Linked DNA regions of Pan troglodytes: regions 1 and 2 are each linked to region 3. The links are chromatin contacts, called in public HiChIP or PLAC-seq maps. All regions are on one chromosome and are shown on one strand. Each heading gives the region's core, a stretch centred on a gene start, on an enhancer-like site or on the middle of the called end of the contact. The rest is flanking DNA. Distances are from core to core; before and after follow the strand shown.

Evidence for each region. HiChIP or PLAC-seq counts read pairs in DNA pulled down with a chosen protein or histone mark.
Region 1: an H3K4me3 HiChIP or PLAC-seq map of stem cell-derived excitatory neurons shows a contact between it and region 3, with 4 times the contacts expected there. The contact joins the promoter of C2AH2orf68 here to the promoter of CAPG in region 3. A contact is called at or near these places in 1 of 7 Hi-C or Micro-C datasets (stem cell-derived neural progenitor cells) and 1 of 1 datasets of contacts at active chromatin or transcription factors (stem cell-derived excitatory neurons).
Region 2: an H3K4me3 HiChIP or PLAC-seq map of stem cell-derived excitatory neurons shows a contact between it and region 3, with 11 times the contacts expected there. The contact joins the promoter of GGCX here to the promoter of CAPG in region 3. A contact is called at or near these places in 4 of 7 Hi-C or Micro-C datasets (blood, induced pluripotent stem cells, a lymphoblastoid cell line and 1 more), 1 of 1 datasets of contacts at active chromatin or transcription factors (stem cell-derived excitatory neurons) and 1 of 1 other capture datasets (stem cell-derived neural stem cells).

The regions. Positions count from the first base shown.
Region 1 is chr12:37,138,132-37,141,971 of NHGRI_mPanTro3-v2.0_pri, reverse strand. It overlaps C2AH2orf68 (chromosome 2A C2orf68 homolog), which reads right to left and starts at 2,226. Exons shown (of 4, transcript XM_515590.9): 1 at 2,014-2,226; 2 at 1,799-1,917. The coding sequence starts at 2,120. The region is part of intron 1 of USP39 (ubiquitin specific peptidase 39); the gene reads left to right.
Region 2 is chr12:37,190,311-37,194,326 of NHGRI_mPanTro3-v2.0_pri, reverse strand. GGCX (gamma-glutamyl carboxylase) reads right to left here and starts at 1,936. Exons shown (of 15, transcript XM_515586.8): 1 at 1,780-1,936; 2 at 1,207-1,377. The coding sequence starts at 1,822.
Region 3 is chr12:37,327,233-37,330,806 of NHGRI_mPanTro3-v2.0_pri, reverse strand. CAPG (capping actin protein, gelsolin like) reads right to left here and starts at 1,829. Exons shown (of 10, transcript XM_054678563.2): 1 at 1,509-1,829.

The DNA.
Region 1 (3,840 bases), core at 977-3,476, 190 kb after region 3:
GATGGGGTTTTACCATGTTGGCCAGGCTGGTCTCGAACTCCTGACCTCAGGTGATCCACCCACCTTGGCCTCCCAAAGTGCTGGGATTACAGGCGTGAGCCACTGCACCCAGCTGCCCCAATCTTCTTATGGGTCCAGTGTAAGTGGTTTTTTTTTTTTTTTTTGAGACGGAGGCTTGCTCTGTTGCCCAGGCTGGAGTGCAGTGGCTAAATCTCGGCTCACCGCAACCTCTGCCTCCCAGGTTCAAGCAATTCTCCTTCCTCAGCCTCCCAAGTAGCTGGGATTACAGCCGCCTGCCACCATGCCTGGCTAATTTTTGTATTTTTAGTAGAGATGGGGTTTCACCATGTTGTCCAGGTTAATTTCGAACTCCTGGCCTCAAGGGATCCGCCCACCTTGGCCTCCCAAACTGCTAGGATCACAGGCATGAATCACCGCGCCCGGACCAGTGTAAGCATTTGGTGTGCTGCCAATCAAGGACTTATTTACCTTTGCATCCCTGCTCTGAGGCCAGCACAATCCTGTCACACAGTAGGTACACAATGCACATTTGTCTAGCAAAAAGTACTGGAAAGCAGAAGGGTGGATAGAGCTCTGCCTGGGTTCAAATCCAGGCTCTGCCATTTACTAGCTGAGATCTTGGGCAAGTTGTTTAACTTCTCTGTGCCTGTTTCCTGACTGTGAAACAGACAGAAGCTTTCTTATGAGGTTGTATAAAGACTCAATGAATTAATATACGTAAGATCTAAAAGCACTTTCACTAATGCCTAACAAAGGTAGTGGCACACACCTATAATCCCAGCACTTTGGGAGGCCGATGCGGGCAGATCACCTGAGCTCAGGAGTTCGAGATCAGCCTGGACAACGTGGAGAAACCCCTTCTCTCTCTTTTTTTTTTTTTTTTTTTTGAGACGGAGTCTTGCTCTGTTGCCCAGGCTGGAGTGCAGTGGCGCGATCTCGGCTCACTGCAAGCTCCGCCTCCCGGGTTCACGCCATTCTCCTGCCTCAGCCTCCCGAGTAGCTGGGACTACAGGCGCCCACCACCACGCCCGGCTAATTTTTTGTATTTTTAGTAGAGACGGGGTTTCACTGTGTTAGCCAGGATGGTCTCGATCTCCTGATCTCGTGATCCGCCCGCCTCGGCCTCCCAAAGTGCTGGGATTACAGGCGTGAGCCACCGCGCCCAGCCGGGGAAACCCCTTCTCTACAAGAAATACCAAAATTAACCGGTGTGGTGGCACACGCCTGTGGTCCCAGGTACCCGGGAGGCTAAGGCTGCAGTAAGCCCAGATCGCACCATTGCATTCCAGCCTGGGCGACAGAGACCTAGTCTCAAAAATAAAATAAAAACATTTTTAAAAAAGTAATAATGCTTAACAAAAATTGACCGTCATATGTTAACCAGTGTGATCTCTAGGTAGCGGGGAAGCTGGGGAAAGGCCATTTACTGGGTTCATTCCGCAATTATATGCTGGTCGCTCATCGCTGTGCCAGACTTTCTCTTTGCTAGGTAGCGGAGGACCTTACTAAAATACAGCACGGTGGGGCAAACCGGCAGATAAACTTCTTGCTGGCTCCCCGATACTCTGACAGCGATGCTTAACTGGGGGCTTATGAGTCGTCCCAGTTCTTGGGGAGAATCATTCAGCGGAGATTTGGGAGCGTTGAGGTGGAGGTTCCGGAAAGAGACGAGATGAGCTGAACCTTAGGAGTAAGAAGTGGTTTTTCCCTATAGAGAAGGGGAGTGCGTTGCAGGAAGAGCGCGCGGGCTGGAGGCAGGCGGGGCGGGCGGCCTCACCTCGGTGTCGCGGCAGGTACACCTGCAGGTCTGGCTTGCGGGGCCGCATCGGCGCGGGCGTGTGCCGCCTCCTCACCTTCTCCTTGGCCGCCTGCTTCACCTTCTTGTCATAGTCGTCCCTGCGGGGAGCCGAGCGGGAGTCAGGGACTGTCGGGCCGGGCCAGGCCAGGCCAGGCCAGGAGTGGTGGCGGCGGCGGCGCAGGGCGGGGCGGTACCGAGCGATCTGGTTCCGTCGGATATGGTGCACGAAGCCGTGGTTCATGTCCAGCCGCCCCCCAGGCTTGCAGCAGTGCCCCGGCCGGGGATGCGGCCCCGCCTCCATCAGGAGCCGTGGACGCAGAGTCGCCGCCGCCTCGACGGCCCCAACAACAGCCACCCGCCCACAGAGGTCCGCGCCGCCCCTCGCTCAGCTTCCGGCCCCGCATCCTAACTTCCGGTCTGGGAGGCCCCCCCTGCCTGGCCAAGCGATGCAGCGCACGGAGTTTTCGGGTCTGGTCGGGTCGGGTGGAGTAGGGTATGCTTGACTTCCACCCCCCGGACAGAGGGCTTTTGGTTTTGTTTTTTTTTGTTTGTTTTTTCGTAACATATCAATAGGAAACAAGGACTTCGGCTTACAGCTGATACCAGAACATTCAGAAAAATGCAAATCATCTATAACACAACTCGATGCTTACGGCGGTGCCTTCCCATCTTTTTTCTGGTAATAGGATGCTGTGCAATCCATCGCCATCTGCGTGACTTTGGCTGACCGTGTAACCCTGCCACTCCTCAGTTTCCTCATTAGTAAATGGGAACACCTAGAGCACCTACCTCAAATGGATTGTGAGGCCTTGAAGTGCTCAGGCAGGGCACACAGCGGCGCCCAGGCCGCAGGCTCCGCGAAGGCTCTCCTGGCCTCCTGGCCCGGCTTGCCTCCTGCTCACGGCGCCGATGGCTTAACTGTCCCCGCGGGAGGACCCAGGGTTTTTGAGGGACCTACGGGTGTATTATTTTCTTTTTTATTTATTTTTCCTTTTTTTTTCTTTTTGAGAAGGAGTCTCACTCTGTCGCTCAGGCTGGAGTGCATTGGCGTGATTTCGGCTCACTGCAACCTCCGCCTCCCGGGTTCAAGCGATTCTCCTGCCTCAGCCTCCCGAGTAGCTGGGACTACATGCGCGTGCCACCACGCCCGGCTAAGTTTTGTATTTTTCGTAGAGATGAGGTTTCACCACGTTGGCCAGGCTGGTCTCGAACTCCTGACCTCAGGTGATCCGCCTGCCTCGGCCTCCCAAAGTGTTGGGATTGCAGGCATGAGCCACCGTGCCCGGTCCTTTTTTTTTTTTTCTATTTTTTCTGACCACTGGGTTCACGTCACAGCGTGTAAAATTCTCAAGTCCTTTTACAAAAGTCAAAATCAGGAATTCATGATTAGGACAGGGACAAACGGCTGGATGCAGTGGCTCATGTCTGTAATTCCAAAACTTTGGGATGCCGAAGTGGGAGTATCGCTGGAGGGAGGAATTTGAGACCAGCCTGGGCGACACAGTGAGACATCGTCTCTACAAGAAAAAAATACATTAAAAAAGAAAGAAAGAGCCGGGCGTGGTGGCTCACGCCTGTAATCCCAGCACTTTGGGAGGCCCAGGCGGGCAGATCAAGAGGTCAGGAGTTCGAGACTAGCCTGGCCAAAATGGTGAAACCCCGTCTCTACTAAAAAAAAAATACAAAAAATTAGCTGGGCTTGATGGCCGGTGCTTGTAATCCCAGCTACTTGGGAGGCTGAGGCAGGAGAATCGCTTGAACCCGGGAGGCGGAGGTTGCAGTCAGCCGAGATCGAGCCACTGCAGTCCAACCTCCATCTCAAAAAACAAAAAACAAAAACAAAAAACAGGGACCAATGGTGGTCCAGCCACACGATGGAATATTACTGAGCAATCCAAAGGAAGATCTGTAGCTCAACAACATGGATGGATCATAAAGTAAATATGCCCAGTGAAAGAGGCCAGGGACTCTGTATGATTCCATTTATATGAGACTCTAGGAAGTGCAAACTAATCTATAGT
Region 2 (4,016 bases), core at 687-3,186, 140 kb after region 3:
GCTGAAGCAGGAGAATCACTTGAACCTGGGAGGCGGAGGTTGCAGTGAGCCGAGATCACACCATTGCACTCCAGCCTGGGCAACAAGATTGAAACTCCGTCTCAAAAAAAAAAAAAAAAAAGAAAGAAAGAAAGTGCTCTGGGAGTGCTTCTCAACCTTTTCTGCTTCCTGGCACACTCCAAAAACAGTTGCATTTCGTCAACACCCTGGGAATAAACAGAAGAGGCTACTCAGATCAGGAAGCCAGCTTGAGATAAAGCAGGGTTTCTCAACTTCAGGACTAGTCACATTTTGGGCTGGTTAATTATTTATTGAGGGGGATTATCCAATGCACTACAGGACATTTAGGAGCACTCCCTGACCTCTATAGAGATGCCAGCAGCCACCTATTCTTCCTCCCCCAAGTTGTGACAACTAAAAATGTCTCTAAACATTGCCAAATGTCTTCCAGGGAGCAAAACTCCCTCCAGTTGAGAACTACTGGGCTAAGGGGACTAATATCTCTGCACATCTGTAAACCATTCCAAGCACACCATGCTGTGGCCTCAGTTAAGAAGCTCTTGATTAGGGAGTCACAGCCAAAAGGTATGGTCCCTGTGGCCCCCTGCTCTGTTTTTCTGAGTCTTCTGGGCAACTTCATGCCACAAGCAAAATGGGTCACTGCTGCCTCGCCTCTACATATCATATAGCATTTCTAGCTGGGTGCGGTGGCTCACACCTGTAATCCCAGCACTTTGGGAGGCCGAGGCAGGCGGATCACCTGAGGTCAGGAGTTTGAGACCAGCCTGGCCAACATGGTGAAACCCGTCTCTACTAAAAACACACATACAAAAAAAAATAAAAAATTAGCCGGGTGTGGTGGTGGGCGCCTGTAATCCCAGCTACTCGGGAGACCGAGGCAGGAGAATCGCTTGAACCCAGGTGGCGGAGGTTACAGTGAGCCAAGATAGCGCCATTGCACTCCAGCTTGGGCAACAAGAGCGAAAGTCCGTCCAAGGAAAAAAAAAAAAGCATTTCTGGCCACCAAGTAAATCCTAACTGTAGGAGACAAAGCAGGTTTAATCCTAAACTTCGCAAAGACCTCTTCTTTTATACCAATGTCTTCAGCTCTGAGGAAAAGGGAGCTAAGTCTACTTGCAACCAAAAAATAGAGATTGTCATTCTCCACTCTCAACCAAATTGCTCCCACCCGTAAACTGGACTCACCAAAAAGAAAACGAAAGACAGCTAGGCTTGCAGGGTCCGTTGGTCGATTCAGCAGGGTCACCAGCCTCCGCCAGCTGGACAAATCTGTCCACTCAAAACCCAAGAGTTTCCCTATTCGGCTGTCCTGCCTGGGCCCTGAGATCAGTTCAGCCTTGTCTTTCTGTACTTTATCTGCAATCAATAAATGGAGAAAGTGTGTGTGCGGGGGTGGACTCCACCTCAAATCAAAGAAATCACAGCACCAACAGCTCAGAGCTTCCGCCCACCCGGGTTGGCTCAATGAGGTTGCCTCAATGATCTGACTATAGGAAACATCCCTGCAGTGCAGCCCCTTCTCCACGATCCCCTAATGTCCCCGAACCCCTCAGACTACAGTCCCCTAACCGCAGTGTTCCCGAATGTCATCATCATTCAGAAGCCGCAGGCTGCAAATGTCTCACAGCACGCCCCCTTCCCCACAGAGGACCCCCCCCGACCGCCTCACCGGGAGACACTGGGCGTCCTCCCGCCCCCGCCCCTCTGAGACCAGCGCTCCTAGGAACTCTCCGCCTGAGGGCGGGGTCCTAAGCCTACCTGAGCTGGGCGAGGTCCGCGCGGACCCGGCAGACACCGCCATTGCTCTGCGGAGGAGGCAGGTGGGTCACAGCAGCCGCGTCTGAACGGAGGCCGCCAGGAGAATTTGCTTCCCTAGGCTCCGCCTCCCGACGCGTCAGCAGCTGTGCGGCCGGCCGCAAAGCGCCAGCACTGTCGTAAATACTACCCCCGACCGGCGGCGCCGGATTCCTTGCTTGGCGGCAGGGGGCGGAACAAGGAGCCTTGGAGCGGGGCAAAGGTACCCCTTAGTGCCGTTGATCTCCAGGGGCACTGTTAGACTCGCCTGTTATGCCTTCCGAGGGGGCCTCTGCTTTTTAAACACTGAAAAGAGTCTGAGTTCCCCAACTTCCTTGGGTCCTCCCCGACCCCATTAGTCCTCTCCGTCCCTGCGTCCCTGCGGTGCTCTCTGGTGTGAGGGATCGGGCGCAAAGGGCAAACTTTTTGTCAGAGTGACGCCGAGTTGAGGACGCGCCTGGAAATGTTGCCTGGGTTTTGAGCTATTGCACGACCCCTTCACTTTCTTTTCCAGGACCTGCAAAGAACCGAGGTTTCAAAGCAGTAGGGGCCGGGCACTGCTCTCGCTTGTAATCCCAACAGTTTGGAAGGCCAATGCGGGAGGATCGATAAAGAAAAAAAAAAAAGGCAACAACAAAAAAAGAAAAAACACTAAAAAAAAAAGTTAGCTGTGTGTCGTGGCGCGCTCCTGTGGTTTCAGCTACTCGGGAGGCTGAGGTGGAAGGTTCGCTTGAGCCCAGGAGTTCGAGGCTGCAGGGAGCTGTGATCGCACCACTGCACTTCAGCCTGGGGGACAGAGTGAGACCCCGTCTCAAAAAAAAAAAAAAAAAACAAGCCGGGTGCGGCAGCAAGCCTGTAATCCCAGCACTTTGAGAGGCCAAGGCGGGCGGATCACTTGAAGTCAGGAGTTAAAGACCAGCCTGGCCAACATGGTGAAACCCCGTCTGTACTAAAAATACAAAAATAATCCGGGCATGGTGGCGTGCGCCTGTAATCCCAGCTACTCGGGAGGCTGAGGCAGGAGAATCGCTTGAACCTAGGAGGCGGAGGTTGCAGTGAGCCAAGATCGCGCTACTGCACTCCAGCCTGGGCGACAGAGTGAGACTCCGTCTCAAAAAACAAACAAACAAACAAAAAAACAACGAAAAAGAAAGAGAAAGGAAAGAAAAGGCGGGAAGAAAAGAAAGAAAGAAAATTAAAAGCACACAGGGAAACAGGAACAACATAACTGAAGAGGGGATACAGAGCAAGGGCAGTGAGTAGAGTGTGGCCCATCAGGAAAGGTTCTCAGAGGTGAGTCTGGAACAGAATTAAATACCTAAATCTCTCCACTGGGATTAGCCAGCAGGAAAAGAAGAAGGCATCCCAGAGAAGCGGTTCTCAAACAGTTGGGTCTTGGGAACCATTTACAGTGTTAGAAATTATAGAAGACCCTAAAAGCTTTGTTTATGTGGATTATATCTTTCAATATTTGCCGTATTAGAAATTTTTTTGGCCGGGCGCGGTGGCTCACGCCTGTAATCCCAGCACTTTGGGAGGACGAGGCGAGTGGATCACGAGGTCAGGAGATCGAGACCATCCTGGCTAACACGGTGAAACCCCGTCTCTACTAAAAATACAAAAAATTATCCGGGCGTGGTGGCAGGCGCCTGCAGTCCCAGCTACTCGAGAGGCTGAGGCAGGAGAATGGCGTGAACCCAGGAGGTAGAGCTTGCAGTGAGCCGAGATCGCACCACTGCCCTCCAGCCTGGGCGACAGAGCAAGACGCCGTCCCGAAAAAAAAAAATTTTTTTTTTGAGGCCAGGCGCGGTGGCTCACGCCTGTAATTCCAGCACTTTGGGAGGCCGAGGCGGTTGGATCACTTGAGGTCAGCAATTTGAAATCAGCCTGGCCAACATGGTAAAACCCCGTCTCTACTAAAAATACAAAAAAAAAAATGAGCCGGGTGTGGTGGCGGGCGTCTATAATCCCAGCTACTCAGAAGGCTGAGACAGGAGAATCACTTGTACCCGGGAGGTGGAGGTTGCAGTGATCCAAGATCGAACCACTGCACTCCAGCCTGGGTGACAGAGTAAGACTCTGTCTCAAAAAAAAAAAAAAAAAAAAAAGGCCGGGCACGGTGGCTCACACCTGTAATCCCAGCACTTTGGGAGGCTGAGGCAGGTGGATCACAAAGTCAGGAGTTCGAGACCAGCTTGACC
Region 3 (3,574 bases), core at 580-3,079:
ACTTCACAGTTTACAAAACACCCCTCCTCCTCACCCCCTCCCAAACTCGGTTTATTTTTGTCGTTAAAGCAGAGTTGTAGGCCAGGGTGGACCATAGGTTTTCTTGGTCACGAGAGACTTCCTCCCTCCCTGGGCTCCCCTCTGTAGTGGTGCCAAATAAAAATCTGATCAGTCCAGCCTGTAAGGTAACTAGCGCTAATGTGCAGAGCCAGTCCTGGGCAGGCCTGTTCATTATTTTGCACACTCTTACACCGAAAGGGCCCAGGACCCTCGCCTGGCCCAGCCTTGCCTGCCAGGCCTGGGCTGGGTCTCCCAGCCCAAATTCTCACAAGAGGGCCGACTCCGGCCAGAGCGCGCCCCTCTTTGTGCCTCGGTTTGCCCACCTAGCGGTCAGTCCCGCAGGCGTGGCGGGTACATCTCAAGGTCGGCAGAAAGTGCCACCGGGAGCCCAGCCGGAGTTGCGGGCCTCGCGCCGGGCCCACTGTCCAGATCCAGGGCTCACGAGAAAAACGAGGACGCAGGACAGCCACACGCCAGGCCGCGTGTAAGGCCCCAACCCGGCCCCAGCCTGGGCCCTAGACCCCTACGAACTACAAATCCCAGCAGGCAGTGGGCCGCGGGGCGGGGTCTCGGAAGCTGCGGCCTGTGGTACCTTTGCTGAGCCCAGGTCCGAGGGCCCTCGGGGACGGGAGCACCACAACAGACCCCCGGACACACTTACACACACAGTCTCACAAACACACAGTCACACACGCACACACACGCGCGTTTTGGCCCCTCCCCTACAAACTACAAATCCCGGCAGGCAGCGGGCCGTTGGGCGGGGCCTTGGGTGCTCATCCGGACGCAAAGATTGCGCCAGCCAGGGTGGGATCCCGGTGGCTAGGTGGGGGCTCCCCTGCTGGGGAAGAGATGGCCTTCTCTCCTCGCAAACCCAGCCCCCCACCCCTGCACGCGCCCCTCTGCCCTGGAGTCGCTGGTCCGAGCCCTCCTTCTCTGCGAACCTGAGCCCCGCCCTGCCCTCCCTACGAGGTTGGGGCCGTGGGAGATGAAGATGGTGCGTGGGGGGTTGGGCCCACAGCCTGCTAAGCACGCAGAGTGGCCTCCTGAACCCTTCCTCCATCGCCTAGAGCAAACTCCCATTCCTGGAAGGAGGAGCAGCCCAGACCCTGAGACTGGACTAGGTCTGTTAGGGTCCCTGTGTGGCCTGCAGGACTCATGGTGAAGCCCAGGGAAGGCCTGGGTCCTCCAAGTCAGGGATGTAGGTCCCAGGGTGTTCAGGCCGCGGTATCTGACCATCGTCGGCGCCCTGCGCCCAGGCATCAATTTTACATGGCAGAGTCAAGGTGAGGTTAGGAGGCTGCCAGGAGGTAATAACCAGGGCACTCGCATTCAGCATCCTCTCTCTCAAAGCACTCTCCTCACACCTCAGGGTCAAATGTCAGAACTCTTGTCCTAACTTCCCAGGTTGCCCAAGGAGCTTCTGAGGCGCTACAGAAGGGACTTACCCAGACCCTTCAGTGCAAGCCAGGAACTCAGGGTCCGGCCTGCTCGGTAGGATGAGCTGTGCTGAGGCCCTACTTCATCCACCCTTCTGGGCCAGGACAGCCTCTTTCCAGAGGCCTCTTCTCAGCTGATTTCTGGCTCCCAAGCGGGAGACTCAGGTTACACCTGTATCGGGAGCAGTGACACCACAGTGGCCAGCAACACATTGGACTTTCTGTCTCCAACTCCATTTTCAGCTTTTACACTTCCTGATCTGGGCATATACTGCTACATCCTGGATCATCAAGGAAGGAGGAAAATACCTAGTCAATGAAGGTTTAGCCATGACCTTGTAAGTCAGTGAGATTTCATTCTTGTGTGGTTAGTTCGAGGTGAGCTACTTCCTAGAAATATTTCATTTGATCTCTAAACACCTAGAAACCGCTCCAAAAGGGATATTCAAAGTAGATTGCCCAGATTCTCTTGATAGCAGATGTGGGGTTCATATTAACTGGTCGCGTGGTCTCTAAGCATGCCTATTTCTGCCTGGGAAGTTCTCAAAGGTTTGGTTTTCTGAGTGTTTCTGTTAAAACAATCAGTCTTTTGTTGAGTAGCCCTTTTGCCCCTAGAGAGGAGAGATAGGTACCATAGAAACTTGGAGACAGCTATTGACTCAGTCCCTGGACTCTTTAATAAGAGCCCGTTCTGTTTTTTTTGTTTGTTTGTTTGTTTGTTTCCTGAGACGGAGTCTCGCTCTGTCTCCCAGGCTGGAGTGCAGTGGCGCAATCTCCGTCCACTGCAACCTCTGCCTCCCGGGCTTAAGCGGTTCTCCTGCCTCAGCCTGCCTCAGCCTCAGTAGCTGGGATTATGGGATTACAGGTGCACACTACCACGCCTGGCTAATTTTCGTATTTTTAGTAGAGACGGGGTTTCACCATGTTGGCCAGGCTGGTCTTGAACTCCTGACCTCAGGTGATCAGCCCACCTTGGCCTCCCAAAGTGCTGGGATTACAGGCATGAGCCACTATGCCTGGACTGAGCCCATTCTCTTATTATTAGAAATCATATTATCAGAATGTGAGCTTCTGCATTCCAGGGCTTAGCACCAGACCTTCAAGTCAGTAATGACCCTTGGGACATGCAGTATGCCAAAAGCTGTTTAATGCCCATTCCTGCTCCCTGAAGATCCAACCAGCAATCAGCAGGGTGCAGTTAAAGTCACAGAGCAGTGTTGTTAGGTCATTACAGGGAATGTGGCTAAGGAAGGGCAAAGCCCAGCAAAACTTGTCCTAACTTCCCACGTTCTTTCGCTCTGCGGGCCTTGCCTTCATTTACCTTCCTGATAACTAAAGCCTGGGTCGGTGGTCCTCCAGGCCACGCCCCTTCCACCGTCAGCCTCCGGGCCCAGGAAATGAGCGACAGGCTGCCATGCCCCTCCTCACCAGCAGGGGTCGCCCTCTCACGTGGAACGACTGCTTAGGTCCCCACACTGGCCCGGGACGGGGTGAGGGGACTGTGGCTTTGGCTCTGTGTACATCATATGGCCTTGGCCAGCATCCATTCTTCTCTGGCCTCGGCTTTTCTGTTGGTAAAAGGGAGGGAGGGTGATCTCAGGGCCCTCCAGGCCCATCAAGGAAAGAGGTGGGGTGGGAGACGTCGGGGAGCCACTGTGTCCAGTCTCTCCTAACGGGGAGGGTAGAAGACCAGCTGGGAACAGGAGAAGCTTGGCTCCCAGGCTCTGTGCTGAAGAAGGAAGCCTAAGCAGGGCCATGTTACATTTGGTGGAGGAGGGAGAGGGTAGGGGAGGAACAGACGCCGGCCGCTCCCGCTAAGGAAGGCAAATAGAGGAAAGGACCCAGTGGGGTGGGGAAGGTCCGCCAGAGGTATCCAGAGAACCAGAGAAAGTGAGTGTGAGGGAGTCCTTGGTGATCCATCTGCGCTGGGGAAAAAGGTTTTCAGCAGATAAACACAGCCGGGACCTTGGGGGATTGTGCCTCAGCCTAGGCCCGGTAGTCGAAGACATATGGACAGGAAATGGGCAAGACACGGGCCTTTCAGAGAAGAGAGACCAAAGATGTTTGCAGAGAGG